Linked DNA regions of Mus musculus: regions 2 and 3 are each linked to region 1. Evidence: chromatin contacts called from public Hi-C and promoter capture Hi-C data. All regions are on one chromosome and are shown on one strand. The core of a region is the stretch at or near the end of the contact, and the rest is flanking DNA. Distances in the headings are between cores, read along the strand shown. Region 1 holds the start of Got2 (glutamatic-oxaloacetic transaminase 2, mitochondrial). Region 2 holds the start of Ccdc113 (coiled-coil domain containing 113). Region 3 has its middle 17 kb from the start of Gins3.

The links. Promoter capture Hi-C pulls out the DNA fragments that hold promoters and counts their contacts. A called contact is a pair of places that touch in the nucleus more often than the background predicts.
Region 2: a contact with region 1 is called in a promoter capture Hi-C map of embryonic stem cells, with 2.9 times the contacts expected there. The contact joins the promoter of Ccdc113 here to the promoter of Got2 in region 1. A contact is called at or near these places in 7 of 39 promoter capture datasets (cranial neural crest, embryonic stem cells, frontonasal cranial neural crest and 3 more), 1 of 484 Hi-C or Micro-C datasets (embryonic stem cells) and 3 of 115 datasets of contacts at active chromatin or transcription factors (embryonic stem cells and large pre-B cells).
Region 3: a contact with region 1 is called in a Hi-C map of pancreatic cancer cells, with 2.9 times the contacts expected there. The contact joins the enhancer-like site here to the promoter of Got2 in region 1. A contact is called at or near these places in 22 of 39 promoter capture datasets (the 3T3-L1 cell line, 3T3-L1-derived adipocytes, the C10 cell line and 13 more), 1 of 15 datasets of contacts at CTCF or cohesin (embryonic stem cells), 26 of 484 Hi-C or Micro-C datasets (the C2C12 cell line, the CH12 cell line, the G1E-ER4 cell line and 14 more), 11 of 115 datasets of contacts at active chromatin or transcription factors (the SCID.adh cell line, bone marrow-derived dendritic cells, embryonic basal ganglia and 4 more) and 1 of 9 other capture datasets (embryonic stem cells).

What each region holds. Positions count from the first base shown.
Region 1 is chr8:95,886,042-95,890,069 of GRCm38.p6, forward strand. It overlaps Got2 (glutamatic-oxaloacetic transaminase 2, mitochondrial), which reads right to left and starts at 2,360. Exons shown (of 10, transcript NM_010325.3): 1 at 2,176-2,360. The coding sequence starts at 2,264.
Region 2 is chr8:95,532,200-95,536,227 of GRCm38.p6, forward strand. Ccdc113 (coiled-coil domain containing 113) reads left to right here and starts at 1,901. Exons shown (of 9, transcript NM_172914.2): 1 at 1,901-2,073. The coding sequence starts at 1,973.
Region 3 is chr8:95,614,460-95,618,487 of GRCm38.p6, forward strand. No RefSeq gene overlaps it. Among named protein-coding and RNA genes, the nearest start is that of Gins3, 17 kb to the right of the region's middle. Within about 2 kb of position 2,067, at least 22 of the 459 cell types and tissues checked have an H3K27ac peak or open chromatin away from gene starts, as enhancers often do. A contact at or near this core is called in the C2C12 cell line and pancreatic cancer cells, where this site is marked.

The DNA of each region.
Region 1 (4,028 bases), core at 1,110-3,609:
GCTCTGCTATTTGTAAAGACATAGCATTAGTTGAAAACCAGAGTGCTCCGGGGGTAAACTGATAACCCATGGCCTACAAAATGATTCGTACAATGCCCTTTGGACAGAGACTTGCAGGGCCACAAACATTGAGCAACGGTGACCACTCAACCAAAAGATGCTAGGTACAAAGTATTCAGATAAGCATTACAAAGGCCTCATATTCCCAGAGGTTTAAGCAGCTTTTGAAACGTTTTCTTATTTACAGTCCCACTCTAGCACAGGCTGGCCTGGAACTTTTTTTTTTTTTTTTGTAGCTTAGGAGAATGGACTTTAACTCAAAGCAATTCCCCTGTCTCATGCCCCTAAATTTTTGGTTTCCAGGACCATGTGTAGATTTTGATCTAAAAATGAAAAAAAAAAATGCTGTATTTGTTTATAAAATGAGGGCTTGAAATAAAAATATACAAAGTGAAAGGCATTTCACGGGCCAGGCCTGTATCTCTGGCACAGTGCTTGCCTGGTATGCACTGAGGCCCTGGGTTCTATCCCTGGGGGAAGGGAGAAGGAAGCTGTAGTAACATTAGAAAGCTACAGGTAAAATGACTGCAGCTGTGTCCCAGGCAGGCCTGGTGTACATAGTAAGTTTCAGACTAGCCAGGGCTACGTAACCCCGACACAGAAGCAAGCAAGCGTTTAGATACAACTCAGAACTAAGTTGCCAAGGTCTCTGCTATCCCTTACCTTAAATTCTAACTGGGAAATGACAGAAAAGAAACAGCAGTCAGGCTCTCAGACTGAAATCACTAAGCAGTCACATCCAAGGGGAAACCGGGCCAAGCAGTTTAAGTGAAGGTCAGGTATTTCGGGTATATAGATATACATTACAAACAGGGATATTTCAAGGTTAAAATAACGGGAAAACTGATTTTCCTCCTACCCATACAAGTACCTCATTTTTGTTCTCCAAATTGCAGCATAAATAACTCTCCCCCGTTTCTCCTCCCCTTCAGGTGGGTAGGCGTAAAAGGGCACCCATTGGCATGGAGCCAAAAAAACGGGCTCTGGGAAGGACAGACTGTTCTACTACCTTGAAGATGCTTGAACACATTCAAAGGGAAGAAGGCAAGCATAAAAAGTTACGTAGGCTTCGCTCCCAGTTAGTATGTGCCCCGGGGAGGTGTCTGCCGTACTCCAGGAGACTGTCTCAAATCTGCTCTTCTGAGGCCCAAGGAAGAATCAGGAGTTACTAGTTCCCGTTTAGGCCTGGCACTTTCAGTACACCTTAGTTTAAGATGACTCATTTGTCTTTTTTTAAAAAAGGAAGTCAGTCCTCTTGTCTTGCTCACAGCTGCATCACCAGCAACTGGTCCAGTGCCTGGCTCGGAGAAACTGGGTTACGAAATATTTTAAGGAGCAAAGAGCCGACTGAAATGCAGGGAAAGATTGATGGCTTCCAGTCAACAGAATCTCCCAAGGGTTTAAAACAAAGAAAGTACATTACACTTCAACCCTTTTCCATCCAAAGGCCAGGCTGGTCTGTCAGGGGATAGGGGATCATCAGGCACTACTGTGGTGACACTGAAGGATGCACTACGCCAAGGTCATGGATGCACACCGGATCTGGACGCCCCCAGAACCTCCTTGCATGTGGTCACATTTCCCCCCGTCACGCACGCTGCTTCTACACAGCACTGGCAGATTTAACCCTCTGGACCCCGACAGCTGGACCTGTTGTCCCGCAGGGCAGCTGGTCAAGGACATGCGCGCCCCCCTGCACCACAGCCAATCAGCGACAGGCAGCTCCGGCACCATAGCCAATCGGCTAGAGGATGGCCCAGCGCCACCGCCCACGTGCTCACCCCTTGCCCCGCACCCCACTGTGCTGAGTCCACATCTGGGACCCCCCATCACCCGCTAGAATGGGATTCTGGGTGCAGTCGAGAACCACAATTCCCACCTCGGGGGCTACGCTGGCCCTCTGTCCGGAGATACAGGGGAGGGATGAGGGGTCCTGGGGTCACCCCGGGGCGCAGACACTGGACTCTAAGACTCGGGACAGTCAACCCTTGGGGACACACGAGGTGCGCACGTGTGTCCGATCGCGGGGTGGGGTGCAGGTTTCACAGGGTCCACAGTTCGGCTGGGCAGGGGCAGGCCCGCGGTGCCGCTGCATCTCTGTATCCCTCGGCTCACCTGGCTCTGGCAGAGGCTGCAGCAGCTAGGCCTGGGTGAAAGGCAGCAGCCATCCCGGAGAGGATGCGGCTGGAGTGCAGGAGGGCCATGGTGGGCGGTAAGACGGCAGTGGATGGTGGTAGAGCCGAGATCTGGGGAAGCGTCCGCTGGAACCGAGGCGCGGGCTCCTAAAAGGTGAGGACAGTGACTTCCCTGGGCGTGGCTAGAGCGGCCCTGCGCCTGGAGCGAATCATGTCGCAGCGGCCCCTTGCGGTCGGGGGTAGAACGACGACGCCTCCACGGAGGTCATGGAAACTCGCAAGGGCACTGCTAATCGCTGCCTATAAATCCTGTGAAGCTTGTATGTGAGGATGCGCAGTCCACAGTGCTCAGCGCTCTGCTTCCAGTTAATCATCCGCTACGCTAGAGGCAGCTGCCTAGCGTGCCAGTTTGAAAGAAGGAAAAAAATGTAAACTGACCCGAGGAAGTATTTTTTTTTTTTCCTAATGCTCCAGTGTGGTTTTCCTTTCAACCCACTAGTTTCCCCAAGTGCAAGTCTCTCAAGGTTCAGAATGCTTTCATGTCCCTGTTAGAGGACAACAGGCATATTTTGTGGGGCAGTTGTGAGTATTAACTTGTGAGATTAGCAGATTATGCCCTAAAAAAAAAAAAAAAAAAAAAAAAAAAAAAAAAAAAAAAGCCTGATTAGTCAATACAAAATTACCCAGGACCAACGACAAACTTTTGCACATCAAGTCTTCATAATTATGTTTGGAAGAAATGAATAAGCTTTTAAAGGCTGGGAGAATGAATTTGAGACAAGTCCACAAGTTGACCGAATTCACTCTGAACATGGGCCATTATTTCCCAGGGATGCCTTGCAGAAATCTGTATAGATTGCCAGTCTAATTTCTCCGGCCACTTCAGTTGTCTGTGTGATTGTTATCAAATCTGGGGGCCACAGCATGTGCTGCAAACCAGGCCCAGGTCACTGGTCCTCAAACAAAGTAAAATAGTGAAAAGCAGAAAAAGATTTACTTGCTGGGTGGTGGTGGTGCATGCCTTTAATCCCAGCACTTGGGAGGCAGAGGTAGGTGGATTTCAGAGTTCGAGGCCAGCCTGGTCTACACAGAGAAACCCTGTCTCGAAATTTTTTTTTTTTTTTTTTACTCAATGTGGCCACACTAGGAAGTTGGACAGAAAGATCCAGTTTTCCTTCGGGGTTCAAATGAGAGATTCCAACGTAAACAGATTCCCAGTCAGCTTGTGTTCCTGCCTGCCATTAACCCATCCTATAAGGTGATGGATCTGATAAGTTGCTAGAACTGTATAGACTCTCTGGGAGAAAGGTTGCCTCTCTGGCTGGGGCCTTTTCTTATTTCAGTATGAGATTCCTAGAGATATTGCCATTTCTTTGGGTTCCATTGTTTCAGTAGTCAAATTGATAGACACAGTGCCTCTTTAGGATATCTTCATTTCTTCCAGGGCTGTTGCATGAAGTCCAGATCCCTACATGGAATCACATTCTGGTCTACCCTAACTTACTGTCTTCTGGCACATGTGTCTCCCTGACCTTGGGCTAGATTAAAAAAAAATAGATATTTATTTAATGTTGTATGAGCATCCTGTTGCTGACACACCAGAAGAGGGCATCAGATCCAATTACAGATGGTTGTGAGCCACCATGTGGTTGCTGGGAATTGAACTCATGACCTCTGGAAGAGCAGACAGTGCTCTTAACCACTGAGCCATCTCTCCAGCTTTTAGGCTAGATTCTTTTTTCTTCTTCTTCTTCTTCTTTTTTTTTTTGGTTTTTCAAGACAGGGTTTCTCTGTAGAGCCCTGGCTGTCCTGGAACTCACTTTGTAGACCAGA
Region 2 (4,028 bases), core at 651-3,150, 350 kb before region 1:
GGTGTCTCACAGGGAATTGAACCCACCCCCACCCCTCACCCTCACCCCACCCCATGAAAAGCTAAGAATGAAAACCAGCCACAGGCGGGCTTCGTCAATCTGCATCAGACTTGGGGAAAATCTAATTTCAGTTGATTCATTGTCAGCCTATTTAAAACAGAGTACAGCCTGGGAAAAGGTTTCCAGGCAACAGTGGTCCAATCAGTCCAATTCCAGGTGCACAATAAGCCTTAAGGTGTGTCTTTATAGAAACGCCTTTATAAAGGGCACGTGACCAAGAGGGTGGGTCCTATAACTAAAAGCCCTAGAATTGGGCTGGGGGAATGGCTTAGTGGTTAATAACACTTGCTGTTCTTCCAGAGGTCCCAGGTTCAATTCCTAGCACCCATAGTGCAGCTCACAACTGTCTGTAACTCACCTTCCACGGGATCCAACATGCTCACACAGGCAATCATTGAGACAAAACACCACTGCACATGAAGTAAAAATAAAGAAAATAAAGAAAAAGCCTAGAATCTACTGCGGTCTCTGACTTCTAGTCTCGAGAGGGCAGAGTCTGGGATAATCATTCTGGGGAATTTGGAGGAGGTCTGCCTCTATAGCAAAAGTGTGTGGGGGGTCTGCCTCTATAGCAAAAGGGGTGAGGTCTGCCTCCACAGACCGCAAAAAGATCACCAGGTCATTAACAAGATCCACTCTCAGCTTTCTGGATGGAATGCAGGTGTTTTTGTCTCCTCCATTAAGGATACTCTCCTGCCTGATTAACATTCCTGGTTCTCTTCTCTGTGAGTACAAGGACCTCCGTGGCCCCAGCACTAACCAATGCTGGGATCCCATGATGGTACGCACACTCAGCTTGGTTGTGTGCACATGTTATCTTAACCACCTTTAAGTGTACCCAAAAGTGCTGTTGCTGTCGCTATCCCAGCCTGTAACTTGTTTGGGTTTCTGATATCTCATTAAAGGGCCCAAATTGGGCTGGTGAGATGGCTCAGTGGTTAAGAGCACCGACTGCTCTTCCAAAGGTCCTGAGTTCAAATCCCAGCAACCACGTGGTGGCTCACAACCATCCTTAACAAAATCTGATGCCCTCTTCTGGAGTGTCTGAATGTACTTACATATAATAAATAAATAAATAAATAAATAAAACTTTTTTAAAAAAGGGCCCAAATTGCCCCACATTACCCCAAAACACTAAAGACACACGACACCTTTAGGAACTTGTCTTGATACCTATTTTAAAAACTTAGTCAGGGGCTGGTGAGATGGCTCAGACTGCTCTTCCGAAGGTCAGGAGTTCAAATCCTAGCAACCACATGGTGGCTCACAACCATCCGATCACGAGATCTGACTCCCTCTTCTGGAGTGTCTGAAGACAGCTACAGTGTACTTACATATAATAAATAAATAAATAAATAAATAAAATCTTAAAAAAAAACTAGTCAGTTTCTCTTTCTCTTCGAGTAATGCAGTTCGAGTTGCAGTAAATGAAATGCAGTAAATGAAAAAACTGCAGCTTCCGTGTGAGGCAATGACCACAGATTAGAATCCTCACTACACCACGGGGCAGAGACTTATGCGAGTCGCTGCTAGCTTTCTGGACCTACGGTTTCTGGCTAGGAGGATGAATAGTTTTTTTTTTTTAACAGGGTCCATGCAAAGATTTGCGTGAAATAAGCTTAACATGATGCCAAGGACCGAGAAGACATTGGGCAAACCGGAGCTGTTGTTGTGACTTCCAACTGAAGAGCGATTCTCAGAACAGTGAGATGGATTAGGCATCTGAGTAGGCAGGCAGGCAAGCAGGCAGCTTTGCTCGATCTCCACCGCGAGGTGCAAGGGAGGGGCCGCATCACCCAAAGCCCCACCCCTATAAACAGCGTTCAGTTGTCTAGGCAACGCGCCTCAGGGTCGCGGCCGAAGTGAAGCGGGACAGCTTACTGAAGGCTCTCAAAGCACCCTAGGCTGAGTGATGTCTGAGGAAGACTCGGACAGCGTGATCACTGACTCCCAGGCGGAGGAGGAAGGCGAGCTGCCAGTCATCCAACTGTGCGGGCTGGTAGAGGAGCTCAGGTACTGGCACCGTGAGGGCGCCATGAGTCTCTGAGGCCTGGGCTGTAGTTTGCAGACTACTCATATCTACGCAGAGCCCCGCGGGCACACATCGCATTACAGTGGAGAAAGAACTTGTGTTTGCCTAGTTAGCTTTGCTGCTTGCCTGCTCCTGAACTGACAAGCCACTGATGGAACCCGGACAGGGTGGAGGGGCAAGGGAGCCGTTGGCCTTGAAAAGATCAGACAGGATTTAGTGAAGCTAGCGCTTTGGCTTGGTGTCTTCCTGGTGCTGGGAAGCCGCCTTCGAAGTCTATATCAGGTAGCCTCCTAAGCCGGTTTCCAAAGTTAGTATTAAGATAAACATTAACATGGCGGCGGAGTGAAAACTAAGCTATTGAAATGATTTGCTTGGGGCCTTGTGGGCTGAATAAGGATTTAGGCGTGGAGATGGACTGAGGAATGATTGGCTCAGGGCTTTGTATTTTCCACAGTCTGTTTTCCATCTTCCACAGTGGGTTATCTGGATATGAGGATTCCATAATGTAGATGAGAGTCAGTGTACAATGTATTGATATTATACAGTATTCTGTTTCCAGCGGCCAGAAGAGGTGTTGGTTCCATACATCTGTAAATAGTTCATACCAGAGTGGAGGGATTATTACTAATTACCATTGTGAGTGTCTGTCATATACCATGATCTTGTATGTGAAACAGCCATCCCCAGAGGTACATGTTTTGTGAAGTTTCCTTGTGAGTGTCTATAACTGCCAGTCTTGTATATCGGCCGGCCATCTTAAGAGAGAAACGCATTCTGAAGTTTTCTTCCTTAAGATCCTGCATCAGAGATTCAGACCCGGGCCCATGGAAGGCTCCACCGAGAATACAATATGTGCTGAAAAGACAAGACGTAATGGCTTTCCTGTTTTCTATTTGGCTTCTGTACTAATCTCATAATTTAGGAATTAGTTTAACAGTATGTGTAGGTCTCAATGTCACCCTCTTTCGTACATATGTATGTGAGTATGTGCATGCAGTGAAAGGGGAAAGTTTTGGAACTGGAGATATAGCTTTAGCCCCTGCCTAGTATTCACAGGGCTATGGGTTCAATCCCAGTACCCACCTCCCCCTCCACAACACACATTAAAGTTGGGCATGGTGGCTCGCACCTTTAGTGCCAGCGCCAGTGAGGTAGGTGGAGTTTTGTGAATTCAAAGTCAGCCTTGGTATACTATGACCAAAGCAACTTAAAGAAGAAAGCATTTAATTTAGGGACTTACTGAGCCAGAGGGTTAGAGTTCATGATGATGATGGTGGGAAGAATGGCAGTAGACAGGCAGACATGGAGCTGAGAGCATTCATCTGACACACAAGTACAAGGCAGAGAGCAAGTGGTGACTATGAATGGCCTAGGCTTTTGAAACCTCAACGCCCACCCCCCAATGACACACCTCTTCCAACAGCGTCACACCTCCCAATCCTTCCCAAACAGTTCCACTAGCTGGAGACTAACCATTCAAATACGTGAGCGTAAGGGGGTCATCTCATTCAAATCATCACACCCTGCCTCTAAACAAACAAACAAACAAACAAACATAAAAGGCAAGATATATATATATATATATATATATATATATATGAGAAGTAGTTACAAAGTCCATAATCTTGGCATATACAAGACAAGCTAGATATGTTATCTCTGCTTGTTTAAAAACCACTGCTCAAATATGTCTTCCGTTTATGATAAACATGCAATGGAATTTCTAGACTGGAGGCTGGTGGTAAAAGAACAGAGAACCACAAGGCAAGGGAAGTATCTAGAGATGGTCGGTGGGTGTGGATAGCCTCAAGAGTGTGGCCATTCAGAAGAACCTTTACAAATGAGTTAGATGACATCTGAAGATGACAGCAACTGTCATCAGTAGAACAGCAGCACTCTGAATCTTGTGGCTTCTTAGACTCAATAGCCAAGAGAT
Region 3 (4,028 bases), core at 817-3,316, 270 kb before region 1:
AACTGTGAGACCAGGCTGGCCTTGAACTCAAAAATCTGCCTGCCTCTACCTTCCAAGTGCTGGGATTAAAGGCATGTACCACCACTACCCGGCAAAAGATTTATTTTTAATTATGTGTGTACATCCATGCACACATACATGTAAGTATGTGCACATGAATACAAATGCCTGCCTAGGTCAAAGGTGTAGGATTTCCTGGAACTGGAGTTACAGGTTGTGAGTCTCCTGATATGGGTGCCAGGGAACTCAACTCAGGTCCACGGCAGGAACAGCGTATTCTCTTAACCACTGAGTCACCTCTCCAGCACCTAGAGACTTCATACACTCAAGCAGTTGTGGTGTGTATGTGTGTGTGTGTGTGTGTGTGTGTCTGTGTGTGTGTGTGTCTGTCTTTACTTGGCTTTACCATAAATAGCTGGTTTGTATAGGGTGGATTAAAAAGCCAAAGTTGAAAGATTTCTCTTTTTTTTCTCATCTATGAAGTTGCTGTTTATTTAGTTAGTTAGCCTGTTCAACATACTCATGAAACAATATCCAATAATCAACCATAATATTATTTTGCTGAGTTGTTCTAATGAAAAATAATTTCTTAAATTTATTTTTTAAAGGTTTATTTATATGAGTGCTCTATCTGCATGGATGCCTGCACAGCAGAAGAGGGCATCAGATCCCATTACAGATGGTTGTAAGCCACAACATGGTTGCTGGGAATTGAACTCAGGACCTCTGAAAGAGCAGACAGTGCTCTTAACCATTGAGCCATCTCCCCAGTGCCCCCCCCAATAATTTCTTATCTCATTATAACAGGTTCTTTTTTTCATGGCAAACCTGAAACGGAAAGCACAGCTCTTTCCCACACACCCTCATCCTTACATACAAACAGTGCTTACTGAACTCTCAGGCACAGTAACCGGCTTCTTCCAGGCCATGATGATATTACATTAACACATCGTTGCTGCCTAGAGTCCACTGTTGTCAGTAAGATCCACTTGGATTCTATGCAACCCGTGGCTTCTAACAGCATCGTCCAACGTGGTTCCACTGCCCTGAACTCTGCTGTGCCCAGTCTCACTCACACTCCTCCCACCCATGGAAACTACTGATTTCTCTCTTTTTTTTTTCTCTTTTGTCCTCTCTACCTCAAATATCAGTTGGAAGTACCCAGTCCAGTGATCTGACCCAGGATTGGCTGTTTTTACTGCTGTGTCTTCTCCTGATCCCATAGCTAACTCTTCAGAGCATATACCATCATCACTTCTCCTGGGCTGTTGGTATTTGGGTATAAACTCAACAGGTATAGAGCTGCAGGTCACAGAATGGTGGAGACCCTGGTGACAGACAGGGCCACCAGGGATGGAGCATGAACTAGAAAGAGAAGGGAAGCAAAGACAACCTTTACCTCCACAGAAAGAGAAGGAAAAAAACTGGCTCAACGAGACTGGAAAGCATGAGAGAGACACACACAGGGGTCATGTACTCCCGTTACTCAGGAAAAAGGAATATCAAGAAAAACAGATTGGCAAATAGCATCAAAGACTGCAGAGAGATGCCAGGCGTGGTGGCGCACGCCTTTAATCCCACCACTCGGGAGGCAGAGGCAGGCAGATTTCTGAGTTCGAGGCCAGCCTGGTCTACAAAGTGAGCTCCAGGACAGCCAGGGCTATACAGAGAAACCCTGTCTCGAAAAAACCAAAACCAAAAAAAAAACCCTAAAGACAGCAGAGAAGACAGCCCCAGTCATATCTGGGAAGGCTGGATCCATCTGGATCCTGGGTAACATAGCAATATGGGGGGCTTGAGGCCAGAGGGTACGTTGCATCATTCAGACATGTCTGGGTGAAGCAGGAGGCTAGCACGGCCAGGGTGGGCTCTGCCTCTGAGCATCTCAGTCAAGGGGAAAGACAAGGGTAAGCAATGGTGAAGGTTGCATGGAGTCCCAGGGATAGTTCTGAACTCGTTGCTATAGAGAGATGAAAACATAAAGTTCAGAGTGTCCTCTTGAGTCTTCTGACATCAAGTCTGTCAGGTTAATGGAGCTTCCCCCAAGTGAGTCAGACCAAATGACATAGACCATATGCCATTGGCTCTTACGTACTGGGCCATGACTCAGAAATGCTGACAAAGAGCCACGTGGAGCTGTGGACGATCACCAAGAAGCACCTTTGCATGGTCTAACAGTGACTTAAGAGATTGCACAGGGTCACGCACAGCAGATGGAACAGCCTGAAGTATGGAAGTGACTTTTGTGTGGAACTTGGTGAACTTGCATCATTAAAATGCCTTGAGACTGTGACTGTGAACCGGTAGACGTGTAGATATTCCTTCCTTTGTGTTGAAACCAGGGGAGGGGAAGAGACAGTATTGGCTCAACTACACACATTCTATAGCTTATGAAACTGATTTTTAAAAGATGGCAGCGCATAGCGGTAAGAACAGAGACAAAGGGACTTTCAAGATGGCTCAGTGCATTAGAAAGCACTTGTCATGCAAGCTTGATGAGCCAAATTGGATCCACAGAATTTACTCGGTGGAAAGAGAAAGCAGAATCTCAAAACTTGTCCTCTGACCTCTACACATACTCGGTGGCATGTTCGACACATCACAACACACAAACACACAAACACACACACACACATTAACTTTTTAAAAAAGAGAGAGCCAATGGGGGTGTGCCTCAGAGGTAGAGCACTTGCCCAGTGTGCCTAAGTTCCTGGGCTTGATCCCCAGCATGAGGTGAGGGGACAGAGACAATGAGACAGAAGTAACTTGAATTTTATATCCTCTCCCAACCTCATAGGAGTTGGGGACTCTCTGGTGGGTCACTTATTCATAAACAGGAAACAGCATTGAGCACGGAGGTGACTAATGCAGGCCCAGTAAGGCTGTGAATATTGTGCTTGGCTCAGAGCGTGGAGGCCTGGGCTACACAGCAAGAAACAAACCAAGGCAAAACAAACAGAAGAAGGGGGCAAGTGATCCAGCCCTAAACTAAAAACCAACCGTTAACAGTTGCTCCCTGTACAAGAGGTCAGAAATACTCTTAAATGTTTTGGGATTTAGGAAATTAAATGCTTGCCTAAATTCTTTTGCATAGTTTTAAAAGCCTCCAATTCCTCAGAGCTGAAAGGCTTGTAAACCTTGCAAACACAACTGACATTCTAAGGTAGGTGATTCCTCCTTATGGCTGATACCGTCTTCAGCATCATCTTTCACCTCTGCCCACTAGTGTCTGCAACTGCTACCTACTCCCTCCTGTTTGGCAATCAAAGAACACTTGTGCAGATTTCACAAGCCCCTCCCTGGGGAACCAGCTGGTAGGGTGGGTGATTTCCCAAGTTTTGTTTAGTTAATTGGCAAGTCTCTTTTCTTTCTGTTTTTGTTTTTGTTTTAAGACAGCTCTTGTAGCCCAGGGTGGCCTTGAACTCACAATATAGCTAACCCTAGTCTCAAACTCTTTATTCTCCTGGCCAGACCTCCCAAGTGCTAGGAGTTCCAAGTGTGTGCTGCCATGCCTGGTTTTAGGTTTGCTTTTTATACTATACATAGAATCCAATTTTATCAAGAAATTTTGGCTACAAAAAGGTTTTTCAAACGTTCAAGTGGCTTTGTGAAGTCGGGGCAGGGGAAGATCTGCAAAGTAGCTCCAATAAGAGAAGAATATCCCAAGAACACAATCTCTACACAATCCAGAAATTTCTGAATCATCAGAGCCTGGGACAGTGTACCACCTCAGCCCGCCTCAACCCAGATCTGTTTTTGTTTCTCCATGCCTGTGTCCAGTTTCAGCTGCATCTGTACTTGGTATCAATTCGTGCAGATATTCAAGAGAAACTTGACTGGTCCAGCGTATTGTCACAAACCACTCTTAGGGGTCATCTTCTGCTTGGAATAAGGATGGACCATCCAATCTCTGTATCCAGAGCTGGAGTGGAGATGGGGGTCCCTTGCTTTAGAACAACAAGAGCAGCACACTGGAACTCAGATGTGTGGGACTGCACTATGAGAGGCAGGATCTGAGCCCCCTCCAA